Regions from separate parts of the Anas platyrhynchos genome. Here region 2 is linked to region 1. Evidence: chromatin contacts called from public Hi-C data. All regions are on one chromosome and are shown on one strand. Each heading gives the region's core, a stretch centred on a gene start, on an enhancer-like site or on the middle of the called end of the contact. The rest is flanking DNA. Distances are from core to core; before and after follow the strand shown.

Region 1 (7,339 bases), core at 1,953-4,452:
GAAAACATATATTGTGGAATGTGTGCTCCAGAAATACACATATATTTTTAAATCCAGACAAGTTGCATAACAGACAATTGGTGTCTGTGTTTCCCTTTGCTAATCTTGCAATAATTAAATCCTACCAGTGAACAACTGGCTCAGGAACAACACTTGCTCATTTATTACAAAACTGATACTGCTAGATAACTCATTTAAACATATATTGGAACAGTTAATAAACAAATGAATCTGATCATCTTGTGGAAGTCCCAACAGAGGCTAAGTGCAGTGTAGCAGGATGTACTGCATACAAATGCCTGCCAGAACGAATGCATTAAGTCAAGCTGTTCCTGCCTTCATTTACTTGGTCTTTCTATTTTCTAGCCTATTGCACTCCGCAAGGAGGGGCTACAGGATAACAGCCTATTTTTTCAACAGAATCCACGATTCTATTGGTTAATGGTGAAAACTGCTACGCAGCTTGAGGAACCTGTGATCTTAGACCAAAACTGAAGGTAAGTTAATCAACAACTAATGTTTAAATGTTCCCAAGATCTTTATATGTAACTACTCTGATGGCTGGTCTTGTACATCATCTAACTTTCCATAATGTAGAGAGAAAACAAACTCATATTGATCTATGGGAAAGTTATATAATGTTCTGTATTTCTATGACACTGAACACTGTAACTAGTGACAGTGTTCTAGCTCCACTTTCTGCCATGCTGCACAATGCAGACTGAGGGACATACTGCCAAGACAGATTATATCTGCAGTAAAAAGAATTAAATAGCCAAAAACCTTAAAGCATCAGAAGACTGTCGTTAGTTTAAACTCTCCTCATTTTAACTAGTATATTCAACTTGTAGTCTTTTTAATCAAAAACTGCCATTTCTAAATTCTAAGATTATGCACCACTGTTTTTAACAGGATTTATATTTAATTCCTGATGGTAGATTTTGGCTACTTCTGTCTGATTTCTCCCCCACACACACATACTGAAAAATAGGTGTCTTTCACCATTCATAGTTCAAAGCAAAGTGGAAGAAATCAAATCTCAATGTCATACAAAACTCTCAGAAGTCCTCTGCTTTCTCTCCTACACTGGCTCAATAATAGCCTCAGAGTATCTGTAGCTATACATCCCTTTTCAAGGCAAGCCATTGTAATGCCAAATTGCTTGCTTTAACATCACTTGTGCTTATTTGTTTGAACAATTTCCAGTACATTTGTCAAAAATCTTCCAACAAAACTGATTAATTTAAATCAAAACATTTTGTGGGGACATACTGATTTTGTTAAATCCTTCAGGACTTGCCTCCCAATTTTTTTTAATTTATTTTTTTGCCAGTGTGCCCAATTTGTGGGTGCCCTGCTTGGACCAGTTGTTAGCAGACCATCTGGGTGACAAGAACAGCTGCAGATTGTCCAGGTTTCCAGTTCACACTTTATTTTGAAAAAGAGTGGAAAAACAATTTCATTTTTTGACCTCAAAACAAACATTTCAGACCATTCCCCTTTCCTCCAAGATATTTTTTTTTCAACTTGAATTTTGAAGACAGTGAAGGAATAATTAGCTGGTTTTAGTATTACTGAGTTTTAATACAACAGAAATCAGTTTCCACCCATCCCTGATTTCTCACTAAAAAAGAAATGTTCTGATTCTGTGCTCATGGGAGATGAGCACAGTGCTTTTCCTCTGTGTGTTGCAGTAATGTTGCAAAGGAGCAAGAACATCCACATCACTGTTGCTTATTTACAATAAATGGCTTTCAAGTACAGCATTTAATCTTACAGCAATTGGTTTCTTTTCTTTTTCTTTCCCATTGTGTAACAGAAAGAATTTGTGAATTAATCTGACCAAAGGCAAACACAGTTACAATTCTTTCCCAGACAAAGCTCCCACTGAGATCAACTGTCACTTTTACTCAGGAGAACTTTTACCTGTGAAATAACAGCAAGAATTGGCATCCCCAGTGCATCCTACAGTTTTGACTGCCACTGAAATTGCTACAGTTTTATACCCTGGCAAACCATAACATATTGTTTCTTACTCTTCTCATCAAAAGACAAAAAACACCACACAGTTTCCGAAAATCACTGTATTAGACCTTTGTCTAGTCCACAGCAGTAAGTGCCTCATGACACTTAAGGGAGGACGCGCTATTTTCATCGCAGACTGGGGACTGAAGCAGAAGAGGTAAGGTACCTTGCATCAGCTCACGCATGCTGCCTGAGGCCAGGTGAGGCTGGAAGCTAAATTCAGATCTCTAGAATCCAGTCCATGATTCCCCCCCTCCCCCTGATGCCTCTTTTCACCTCATGTTTTGAATTCCTGTTTTTATGACACAATCTATTTAAATGTGTCTTACTGTAACAAAACAAAAGGAAGATTCTTTTGTTTAAACATACAGAATTTGTCATCTGTCTGAGGACCAGCCGTGCAAGTATACTTACAAGTAGACTTTCCATGGGTTTTCTCACAATTTGGACAGTGATAGATGTCAATGTCTGGTGCCTCCTCTTCTTCAACGCCCACACAGCTGGAATATTTAAAAGCAGATATTACATTAGCTTGAGCCAATTTCCAAACATGCAAGCACACAATTAATAATAATAATAAAAAAAAAAAAACACCACCCTATAAGCTGTGCATTTACTATGCAGCTATGCTGACTGCTAACGGCTATACCCAAGCAAAATTTAGCTGCTCTTTACACTAGTACAGTCTGACCGGATTTTCTGTAGCCTACGTTCCTGATGTGGTGCTAAAAAAGGTGGCTTTCAGGAAGCCACTTACCAGCTCACTCTGGACTCCCCATTAAAATGTGGCCGAGTCCCCAAGAATGTTTTTTTCCTAGGCAGACCACTTTGTACCTACACAGAGTTCTTCAAGTACCCTCCCGCATAAACCTAATTAACAAAACACAGCTTCACCAAGCATGTATGGACAGCTGCTAGGTACTGGAGCACTCTGCCAAGGTATACCATATACAAGGCTTCTGTAGGTTCCCTTTCTATTGCAATATCTGAAGATGAAGAGGCAAAGAAGACACATAGCTCACAGCACTTCTGGCTGCCAAGAAGATGGGTTGTATCATGGCAGCTGCTTGGAACACCCACTGAGATTATTTTGGATGCACAACATACGTAACAATACAGCGCAGCCTGCGGGCACGCTGTGTGAATGCAATCCAATGGCACAACACAGCACTGGGGGAAAACAAAACTAAATTGCGAAGGAATGAAGTACCCAAGATAAGATGTTGCGCAGCCGAAGCGCTGAGCAGCCAGCCAAATAATCAAACTCCAGAATGGCACCGTTCCTCCAGGAGGAGGCAAAGCAAACAGGATTCTGCTCCTGCTTGTTCTGTCTGAAACAGCCCAGACTGCGAGGCGCATTTTTGCAGCACATACACGAAAATATCCTTCAACTGCCTTGCAGAAAGCTGGGGGTTGTGAGAGCCCTCGTGCGATGGCTCCATGGGAGCTCAGCTGGGCAAGAGGAGCCATGAGAGGCTCCTCACCAAGGCAGCCTCACCTTGACCATCAGCACAAACAAGGCTGGATCACACCACAACAGGAGCAGCCTTGGAGTTTCCCTGCTTCAACCCTGAAACACCTTCTCCATGCTCTTCGGTTAGCAAAAACTCCAATATATCTCTTTTGCCAGGGGAAGGGTTTGGACCCATATCATGGAAGTGTCATCTTGCCATCACGTGCACCACCTGCCTGGCCATGTGGAGCTCAGAGCTCTTGTGACTCTGGGGGTGTGGGTATGTGCACACACCGGCATGCTTGGGGCAGCAGGAGCTGCTTTGAAAAAGTGACAGAAGCATGTAAATCAAAATACACAATGACCCTCTGTGTTTACAGAGGTGGGTTTGAAGCTGCTTTGAATCCAAGCCACGAAGTGACGTGTAACTGTAAGGATCATGGTTACAATCCACTGATCTACTTGCTTTTGAAAACCAGCATCCACAAAAAAAAAAAAAAAAAAACAAGCAGTGAGTATTCCCCAAAGCTGGAAAATGCCAAAGAAGGTAAGATATGGAAATAAATCCTTTTTTTCTGACCACAAAATAATATTCTGCCAGAAACCTTTGTGGACATTTCCATCCTGTTGTAGCCACCAGTGTAAGCATGGGACCCAGGCCTCGCCAAACTAAAGAAGCTTTGCAACCAAAGTTGCAGAAATTCTCATTTTTGTGAGTTCAGCCTGGCAGCAGAGCTGCAGCAGCACTGCTGGTAAACAAAACTTATTTCTGAATCATGTAAAAGTAATCACAGATTTAGCTGATGCTTTTTGGATTAAACAGTTGCTTGAAAAAATACAAAATCACAGGGTCTCCCTGGGCAGACAGCATGGAAAACTGAAGAGTAAGTTTGCAGACAGGAAAAAATCATCACAACAATCCAGTCCTCAGAGTCAAGTACGTACAGGCAATAAATACCAGATTAAGCAGTAGAAAATTTAAACAAACCCTGGCAGATTAGAACAAGCGTAACAGAATGTGGAGGATTCCTCTGCTCGTAAAGCTGCATCAGCTGCTTATGCCACTGGGTTCAGCTTGTCAGGCTTTGTAAAGGTATGGATTAGGCTCTATACAAGGGCTTGAAAAGCCTATATTTAGCTAAACTAAGCAGATGAGACCCTTGGGCACCGCATGGATTGCTACAGGAGATATGAAAAGCTACTGCAATGGGCAAAGGCTTCAGTGTGGTGGGAGCTATTGTTCTGAGAGCAAGTAAAAATATTTAACTAGAACAAAATGGAAGAGTAAAAATAACTGACCTCAAACTCAGATGGTTCTCTGAAGGCTGCAGTCAACTCTTCCAACACAACACGGCTTTTGAATAATGATTAGCCACTTACAGCTTCCAGCAGCCAGAAACCACTACCCTTACTGCACCTGAAATTGCAGGTACAAACTTTCCAAGCGCTCACCCCTATTGAAATGACTCTGATGATCATTAACAAAATTATGAGCCAGCTCCAGTTCAGTCCCCTTTTCTCAGTGAACAGAGCTTGACTTGCCAGACGCTTCCACATGAATGTGGGCACAAAAATTGAATTTCCATAGTTAAAGACGCACGATCCCCAAAGAAATTCCTGCCAGCACAGGAACAAGGACTGGCTGCTGGGCTGCCGGCAGCTCCACTGCAGTGGCCTGTCCCTGAGTTCGTATCAAAAGCACATTTACACCTGTGAAGGGGGAAGACGAGGAGCTCGCCAGGCCAGCCTTTGGCAGAGGTCAGCGCAGGGTCCTGTAGTGGTCTCCTGCCTAACTTACACGTGTATTTTAAACTCGAGGTGGCTAATTCACAATAGAATAAAATCACATTCCTCTAGGTGAATAAAACCATTTCGTCGACTGCAGCTGAACAGTGCTGCCCTTTCCCTCAAGCCCTGTCCCCCCCCCCAAATTTTAGCACAAAAGGTGCATTGTATTTTGTATCTTTTTTTTTGCGAGAATGCTCCACTTTAGTCTCTCCAGTTTCTCCTCTCTCTCGCCCTTTTTTTTTTTTTTTTTGTCCTATTTGCCTGAGAGAAATGCAAACACTCTTTTTTGAGTGGAGTCGACCATTTGACCCCCTACAACGATCAAACGGGCTCCAAGTTAGACAATGCCGGATCCCACGCGGCGTGCCTGGGAGCAGCCTCCAGCAACAGCCCCTGCTGCACCGATTCGCACATTAATCTGTCAATATGAGCCCTGGATGCATTACCATCAGCAGCAAAGAACTGGAAAAAAAAACCTCTCAATAGCACTTTTGTGCAATTATTCAGATCTGCCAATGAGATAAAAATGGACACGGGAGGTTCAGCAAAGGAACTGCACTTGTAGTGTCGAGGCAGAGCTTACAAAAGCACAGTCTGAGCTGGAAATAAACTGGGGGAGCAGGAACGCCAGCCAACATCGCAGGACAGACACAGCTGCCAGCCTCCTCACAAGCTGTTCCCCACTTGCAGAGGCAACAACTGCACGGGACGCACGCAGCAGGAGCCGGCCTCTGCCTGTGCTGAGCCCTGCTCTCTTGCAGCATGAGGGGAGGAGAGGAGAAAAGGTGAGCACAGGCCGGTGGCCCCAGCAGGTAGGCTCCCATGGGCCAGGAGGAGATGGAGAAGGCTGAGTAGAGAGACCCTGCAGCTTCACAGGGTCGGAGGGGAGAAGCTGTGGAAGATGGGCAGGGAGCAGAGGGGCAGGCAGCAGCAGGCAGAACGGGAAGCAGCTTTCAGAACGGCAGCAGGAGCAGGCTCCTGATTCATTTGCAGATTCATTTGTATCAGCAGGCCAAGAATTGGTTTCAGAAAGCCCGTAAAATCCCCAAAACGGCATACTGACATCCCAAGAAGATCCCCTTCTGCTGCAAGAGCTCACAGACCAGGTGGCACAGCACTTACCCAAAGCAGTCTGACAGAGGTGGTTGAACACAGTCCTGTGTGCACAGCAAGGGTAACCCACCGCTGCCTGCAATTTCACACTCAAACGTGTGCAGGTACGAGGGGGGTGTCCTCTGTACAAGTATTTACAGCCCCCCTGACAGTTCTCACTCTCTGTGAACCATCTCTAGCTACTGCTTCTTAACTGGGTAACAACTAGGAAGTTTCGCCAGACCAAGTATGTTGTTCCCAGGAAAAGCATCAGGTTCCCAAAGCAGATTTGAAGGAGAAAACTTAATATACAAAGGCTAAGGAAAAAAGGGAAAGAAAACACTCCCCAAGATGTCTTGCAAAGACACTGTGGCATGGGCACAAACAGGTGAGAGGCTGCAGCAGCAAGATGCCAGCTGGGAAGCAGGGCAGCAGCCGGAGCTGGAGGTTACGGTGCAAGTCACGGCAGTGCAGATGCTGGCAGCACAGCGGCCTCAGAAAGCATGCGCCACATCTTTGCCCAAGTGCAGTAAAGCTAGAAGAAGAGGTTAATTGTTGTGTATCCAAGAATATCTCGTTGGGATGATTTAAAACAATGTAATGGTTGGCTTTAAATGTTATTAAAATAATTTAGCTCAGGTTGAGGCAGTGTAAAACTAATTTGATCATCAGATAAAAGCGAAGCACTGTTATTGATGCATTTGGATTTTACCAAAAGTGTCATAGGCTAATAATAATAATAATAAAAGTAAATCATTTGTTACTGTAGCTGTTTAAGCTGATATATCGCACATTTTACAGTGACTTAAATGAGAATTAGCGCTAACAGAAGCATTTGCAATCAGAGGTTAGAAATTACATTTTTATTAGAAACTTTGCCCTTTGCCACTTTGAAACAAAATTGCTTGTGTTCACAATGAAGAGATATTCAGATTTTAGTATTCTGACAAAGTTAATGACTTTTTATTATTGTTGCCTGCA
Region 2 (7,339 bases), core at 1,417-3,916, 51 kb after region 1:
CAGTTTTAATCAACATTACCCACTGTATCGAGGCAGCTTAACTCCTTGTCTTGCTTAGGTTTTTCAGGAATCCATGAAGTGTGAAAGTCTTCATTTTTATCAAGTACTTTAGTGTCCCGAGTCTCAAGCACACACCTACTGAAGTTTCTCTTCAGCCTCTCAGTCAGTTCCACCTGTACCTCAGTGTTAGCGCAGGCCAGCGCGCCTTGTTCGAGCCTGATGTCCAGAACCACAAACGCAGAGCACCCCACTGCCAACACGGGCACGGAACTGCGCATTTCCCTGTTTCACTTCACGTTTACAAACAGCTTTTTAACCCACTGGTGGCACACCATCCCGAGGGCCATCGCTAGGTTTCTGTACCAGCTTCTCTGAGCACGGGGCCGGTTCCCAGGACGCCGCACTTGACCCGGGGCCTGCTCGGCTGCCCGTGACCGCGGTCAGTGCCCCCTGCCCCCGGCACGTACCCAACACCTCTAATTTAACACCATTTCACCTCTCCGACCACCACCCGGCCCAGCGCTCGCCCTGTGACAGGCTGCATTTTAATTTTGACCGTGACTCTGTCTCTCCCCGCCCCGCCACCCGGCTCCTCAGCCCCTCTGCCGACTTCCCCATCGCTCTCAGAGCGGAAGGAAAAGAGAATAAAAATTAAAAAAAAAAAAAGGAAAGAAAGAAAGAAAAAAGCGAAACGCTCCCGAAGTTCAGTTTCGCGGCGTTAACTCGCGCGCGCTCGCTCTGCCATTGTCTCCCGCACAAAAGCCCGCCTGCGCCTGCTTTCCATGACAATGCTTCAGGGGAGAGCCGGGGCGAGAGCCCCAGCCCGCCTTTGTCCGCCCCAAACGAGCCCCCTCGGAGGGGCTGCAGCCCTCGGCGGCGGCCGGTGGGGCGGCCGGGGCCGGTCACAGGCGGGCGCCCATTGTCCGGGGGCCGCCGGGGCTCGGCGCCACACGGCGGCGGAGGGACCGGGGGAGGGACGACTGGGGGAGGGTGGGGGGAGGACCGGGGGGACCCTGCTCGTCCCCGCCGAGGCGGGGGCGCCCTGCCCGGCCCTGCCCGGCCGAGGGGCGGGCTCTCTGCCGCCGGGGTCTTCCCCGCCCGGCCGCGCCCCGCCTCGGGGCCGTCGCTCCCCGGTTGCGGAGGGGCTTCCCCCCTCGGCGCGGCGGAGCCAGCGTGGCCGCGCTTCCCCTCCGCCAGGGCGCGTGTGGAGCCCGGCCCTCGGCGACGGCGGCGCCGCGTCCCCCCCGTGCACACACACACACACACACACAGATATACGCGCACACAGACACACACACACAGACATTTATACACATGATACACACACATATACGCGCACACACACACACACACACACACACACACACACACACACACCTCCCTTCCCTCAGCCCTCGCCCTGCCCCGCCGCCGCCCGGCTCGCCCCGCCAAGGGTTAAGGCGAGAGGCCGGCGCGGCGATGGCAGCAGCCCTGTCAGAAACACCCGGTGGGTGCCGCGGGGTGGTGAGGAGCGAGAGAAAAAATAAAATACATTTAATAAATAAATAAATAAATAAATAAATAAATAAAAAGAGAGAAACCCCCCGCGCGGGGGCCCTGGGCTCCGTGCGGCCGAGCCCGCTGTCAGGGCGGCCGAGCCCCGGGACGCGCCGCCGCCGCCGAGCCGCTCCTGCGGGCGGCCGGGGGGAGCCGCGGGGCCCCGCTGAGCTCCGGGCCCCGCAGCAGCGGCCCCCGCGGCGGGGCGAGCGCGGCCCCCGCTCGGCGGCTGCCCGCCCCGGGGAAAGCACAATAGCCCCCCCACCCCAGTGACACCGGAGCCCCGGGGAGAAAGGGGGGGGGGGGGGGGGGGGCTTTGTGAGGAGAATTGAGCGAAATTTACAAAACAAAACAAAAAAAAAATACAACAGAGGGAGAGAGAGAGACGGGGGCAGAGTGGCTCCTCCTCCTCCTCTCCAAAAAGGCCTGTTGGAAAACTGCACACGGCAGCGGCTCCAACGGCACCGTCTCCCTCGCTCTGCCCTGGAGAGAGAAAAGGAGGCGAAAGGCACCGAGCGAGAGGGGGGGATCGCGGCGAAAGGGGGGAAAAGGCCCGATCTCTTTGTGTTACCTGCCGTGAAACCAGTCCTTGCAGGCATCGCATTCAATCATGAAGCGGGTTACGTCGTAGGGCAGCCTACAGATGCAATAGACGGGCACCGTCGCCATGTTAGCTCCCTTCAAAACAACGCTGGACTCCCAGACAAGCGAGCGGGGCTCGCTGCGGCTCCTGCCGCTAGGTAGCTTTTGCTGCTTCTCCTTCCAAAATGCCAGCAAATTTGCAATGTCGAGAGACGGAGCGGGGAGGGGGGGGGGGGGGAAGGGGGAAGAAAAGAAGAGGGGGGGGGGAAAAATCAGATAATGCAATTACGGCTCCTCAAGGGCGAGCGAGCAATGTCAGAAAAATAATAAAGGGCTTCGCAAAGTTTGGCTGCATGGTTCCTCCGGCTCCGCGAGCGCCGACCGACCGGACTGGGGCTTTTTTGTTGTTGTTGTTGTTAAATGATTATTATTCAAAATGTTTGGCGAAATGCATTATATTGCATGCCCCCTGGTGACAGTACAGTACCGAGGCTTTTCATAAACACTCCGAAATGTAGCCCTTTCCTTGTAATGTCCTTACGTCAGCTTGCAACATTGCAATATTTCCTCTGCTGGGGCTGGGGCGGGCGGCGGCGGGGGAGGCGAGGCGAGGCGAGGCGAGGCGAGGCCAGGCGGCAGCTCCGCTCCGCTCCGCTCCGCGCCGGGTGAGTTCGGGGGGCTCCCGGGGCCCGAGGGGGGTCGCCTTGTGCCTGGGGCTCTCCCCGGTGCGGTGCCCCGGGAGGGACTTTGTAAAGTGGCCCGGGAACGGCGGGGGGTGCCCAGGGACGGGGGCAGGAGGGAGAGACCCCCCCCCCGGTGCCCCCCAGCACCCCCCGGTGCCCCCCGTCCTGCAGCCGGGCTCGGAGGCCCCCACCCATGGGCAGCTCTCGCTCCGCGGCCAGGTGCGGAGCATCCGCGCTTCCAAGCGGTTCGCAGCCGCCGTGCTGCCCCCTCGGCTGACAGGACACCCCGCTGGGTAGTGCCCTGGGGGTGGTTAGGGGCCTCTGGGCACAAGCTGCACGTGTGTTGATTTATATTAAAAAAATAAAAAAAAAAAATATAAATGGCCTGTTAGTTGTTTGGAGTTATTGCAGTGCGTGTGACGGTACCTGCCTCTGCGTGTGCTGGTCCGGTCACCACGAGCCACGGAGCAAGCAGGGCTGCTACAGCAGAGGTGAAAATAAACACCCTGTGCCTGCAAAGCACCGACCCAAAGCCGGCAGGTATGGGCTCCGTGCTGTGGGGTGCCCCTTGGACACCCCTGTGTAGCCCCAGACTACAACTGCCCACAGACACCGGCTGCCTCATGGACAGAGCAGTAAACAGGGGGGGCAAAGGCAAAATCTGAACCCAGACTGAGAATGCAGGACCTCAATTTCCCCCAACACCTAGGCTCCAAACAGCTGATGGGGTGGTTAAAATAGTCACACTTTGCAATGTTTTGCTGGGATGTACGCTGAGTGTGTTTGATAGCCACTGGCACACTTCTCATAGATGTGCGAAAACTTCATAAAATAGTCACAAAGAGTCCCAGAGTCCCACCTGACCTGTGATTGCCAGTTACAATTGATTTGGTGTCTTGAATCCATCTCATTTGAGGGACGGGGGGATATATCTATTTCTTAATAGATAAAAAATAAAATAAAAAATGGACACCTTTCTGTTTTTTCAGCAGTCTGCAAAAATCATCAGAAATCACCTGTAGTAGACAAGGAGAATTCAAGGGCCCAAATAACTTGAGCTCTTTTTTTTTTTTTTTTTTTCCCTTGCAGAGATAAGGCCATTGTCGGCACAGGCAGAACCTGTCTAGGCCAATTGAAGAGACACCGTCAAAATTACTTGCCTTGCCCATCAAATTTACATGCCACAGCAATGACTTTCAGTCAGTGTTCATGCAGAGCTACATTGAACTAGTGTCAGAAATTACATTCCTGGGTCTACCATGAATGTTTACAAGTGAAACCAAATTTCTAGCATAGCTCAAGGTGTGGTAACGCAGGGCTAAGTTTATAGGCCTACATTTTACATCATGACTCAGTTGTTTTGAACGACATTTTGAGGCACACAAAGGGGCCTATTTTCCTCATTATGCCGAGTGGTATAAGGATCTTGTCCTCTAAAAATCAGACCCCTTTTAACTTTGAATTGATTTATCATGATTTTAATTGCTTGGGGTTTCAACCAGAAAAGAAGAGCGAGTCTAGGGAGTTACACGGGATGAGGAGACAAGGCCCAGAAAACCATCACAAGAGCTACGCGGGCTTTTATAGGATCCCCTCTTCACCACCTGAACATGCCAACCACATCTATCAGAACCTCTCAGCTTTGCAGGAAAGGTTTAGGTAGAACTTCTGTTGATTTTGATAACCTTTAGTATTATGGGACAGTCAAGCAAAAATTGTTTTCTTGCCTCCGCACACTAGAAAGGCATGCAACTGCAACCTGGAGTGCCTTGTTCCTGCTTTATGAGCTACCAAACCCATATGTTCTGTGAAAAATCACGTCCTCGTTGCCTTTCTTCAAGTTCCACAAGCATCTCCATGAAAGCAGTCCTATTTCCAAAGTACCGCCTGAGATTCTAGCATCAGCACATCTCCACTGCAGCCACTGGGGAAAAGAAACCATCCTAAAACTGCGGGGATTTCGGTGGCCACAACAAAGGGTGGCTGGGCTGCACGAGGGTGTAGCCAGACGCTGCTCCACAGACACGGTCTGAGCAGCGTGAGGCTGCTCCACTGTCCCTTGCTGCTCTCTGCTCCAGCAGCAGAGCGGCGCCACCAGCACAAGTATTTGTGTGAAGTTGGTGTGGTTGTCTGACGGCATGCCGGAGGCTGCTGGAGCTGACACTGCCAAAACTGCATGGAAACAAGTTAGGGGAGAGTTGGATGCTCTGTTCTGGCAACTCAGACGTATAATTCATTTTGCAGGGATTAGCATATAAAGAAACTAATTGGTGAGGTTGTCCCGTTGTTCTGAGTTTTTCTGTAGACCCAGGAGCTGTGCAAGGAGGGTGCTTGGCTGGTCTCATGCAGGGAGGAGCGAGTTGTGGAGCAATGCTGAGATGCCTTAACCTAACATAATTTGATCACCGAGTTAACATGTTCTAAGTTCTGAAGCAAGTTTTTAATAAATATTTTTTAAATGGTAGGAAAACAACAACAGCAACAACCACCCAGCAGCATAAGCCCAAACAGCTGCCTGGAAAACACCCGCATGGTGACAGCGGACTCTGCGGACAGGATGCTCACAGCAGCCTAGCTGTAAGCCGAGCTCACACAGCGCTAGGAGCCGGGGGGCTACCACGCACAGAGATCTGCTGCCATCTTTGAGCTTCTGGAAGGGGATGAGATTTTTCTGGAGTATTCAGGTGATCCCGGAGCACAAGGCTCACAGCTGTGACATTCTGAATTACCTGGGCACTTCTGAGGAGCCTCCATCTGCTCTTTGATTACAACCAGTAAACACTCACAATACTCAGCTCTCAGGTCCCTGGCCTGGTAAGGCACACAGAAAAGGCTCTGACTTGATCACCAGCACAGAGGGAAGTTCTTTATTACCATTACCATTTTTTGAGCTTTCCAGTTTTTCCTCATTATCATTTTGTACTTCCTATAGATTTCCTCTACAGTGGTACATACAAGGTCCCTCTCTGTAGCTTTCGACACATTGTCCCTGGAGTTATTTCACTGCTAATGTAAAGAAGTAAACCACATTAACTTTTTTCCCCTTCGACCATATCTGCTCATTAAGTAAATGTTTACAAAGAAGATATCTATGAAACCAACCTTGAAACAACAGGGATCACTGAGTTTCAGCAAGAGAGGAGCTTGTTGGTGACAGCGTACGTCCCTTCCAGTTTTCCTCATCTGATACCAGATCTCCTTATTACATTAATTGGTTAGATCTCAAGAAACACTATGCTGTCTTCTGAAAACATACAGCTGAGTTAAGAATCTGAACAGAGAACTTACACACACTGTCTCCCGTGATTGTTCAGCCCTGCCATGGGCAGAAGTGGAGGCCAAGTGAGATAACAGTGGGAACCAACCTGCAGGTCTAGCATGGGCACAAGCGGTCATGCAGCACACAAAGCACCAGGGCTGTCCTGCGGGGAACTTTACAGTAAATACACAGAGGCAGCAGTTCAAATGCTGTAATAAAACACCCAAGTAAACCCAAATTCCAAACCAGGGGGAATAATGAGATATGCCGTTTGAAGCAAGGCAGTCAAGAATGTAAACAGCATCTGTAATTTAAAAATCATTGAAATTGTAATAGGAGACTAGGTTAAAAGGGCCTTTCATGTAGCAAATTAGCTTAAAGATCTAGCTAAAGAATTTATTTCGTATTCATAACAGTTAACGCAAATTGCATTATCAGTCCATACATGTACCTTTCGACTCACTTTTCCTTTGCCTCCTATTTCAGCACACAAGCTCATGTTACACCGAACCTTGACACAAGGAAGCTACGTCATTGGGCATCAGCATTGTACTGACAGTAAAACTGTGTCTTCAGCATGGCTTACCAGAATCTGCAGGATTCATAAAACCTGAACTTTGACCATCATCTCAGATGTCAATAAAAACTTACCAGCTTTTTTTTGTACAAGGTTTTAAGATTTCAAATGCATTGTTTGGAGGAAAAGATTCTAATAATTCAGAAAATCACCAGTAGCCCTCCCTCCCACCCCCCACTCTTCCTGGTATTCCTGTGCCACTGCTGCAGCATGGGGAGCCCCAGAGAGGGCAGTGGGATCGAAGAGCAACCATCTGCCTTGCAGCATCACCCTGACCACGTCCTGCAGCCTTTCAGGTGTGCTGGCAGATGTGCTTGTTGAAGTATATACATTTATTAGCCAAAGCCTCCTTCAATTTAATGAACATTGGGTACAGAAATATTTTTGAGGTGTTTATTGTCTGTGTTTTACAGCAGGGCGTAAAGTAGTGGAATGGCTGTCACATTTTACTGAGCTCAGTGACAGAAGCAAACATTTAATTCAGCAATATAAATACTTCCATTAAACATAGTCCTCACGTTTAGAGCCCAGGTGGCAAGAAGCATCACACTAGCTATGCCTTTTCTCTCACCACAGACATTACATGTGCAATACTTCATCAAACTTAATTTTCAGGAGGATAGCTTAAATACGAAAAATTAAAATAAACATCAAAGAAGCACACCATCCCTGCTTGGGCTGTGGCAAGAGCAAGGGGAGGAC

The links. Hi-C and Micro-C count contacts between places; a contact is called where the count stands out from the background.
Region 2: a contact with region 1 is called in a Hi-C map of subcutaneous adipose tissue, with 3 times the contacts expected there. The contact joins the promoter of PHF2 here to the enhancer-like site in region 1. A contact is called at or near these places in 4 of 8 Hi-C or Micro-C datasets (liver, skeletal muscle, small yellow follicle and 1 more).

Annotation. Positions count from the first base shown.
Region 1 is chr13:19,723,014-19,730,352 of IASCAAS_PekinDuck_T2T, forward strand. It overlaps PHF2 (PHD finger protein 2), which reads right to left. Exons shown (of 22, transcript XM_013096610.5): 2 at 2,440-2,525. Among named protein-coding and RNA genes, the nearest start is that of PHF2, 50 kb to the right of the region's middle. Within about 2 kb of position 3,203, at least 3 of the 8 cell types and tissues checked have an H3K27ac peak or open chromatin away from gene starts, as enhancers often do.
Region 2 is chr13:19,774,182-19,781,520 of IASCAAS_PekinDuck_T2T, forward strand. PHF2 (PHD finger protein 2) reads right to left here and starts at 2,667. Exons shown (of 22, transcript XM_013096610.5): 1 at 2,108-2,667. The coding sequence starts at 2,205. It overlaps LOC119718208 (a long non-coding RNA gene), which reads left to right and starts at 2,654. Exons shown (of 3, transcript XR_005269032.2): 1 at 2,654-2,783; 2 at 3,891-6,287; 3 at 6,547-6,721.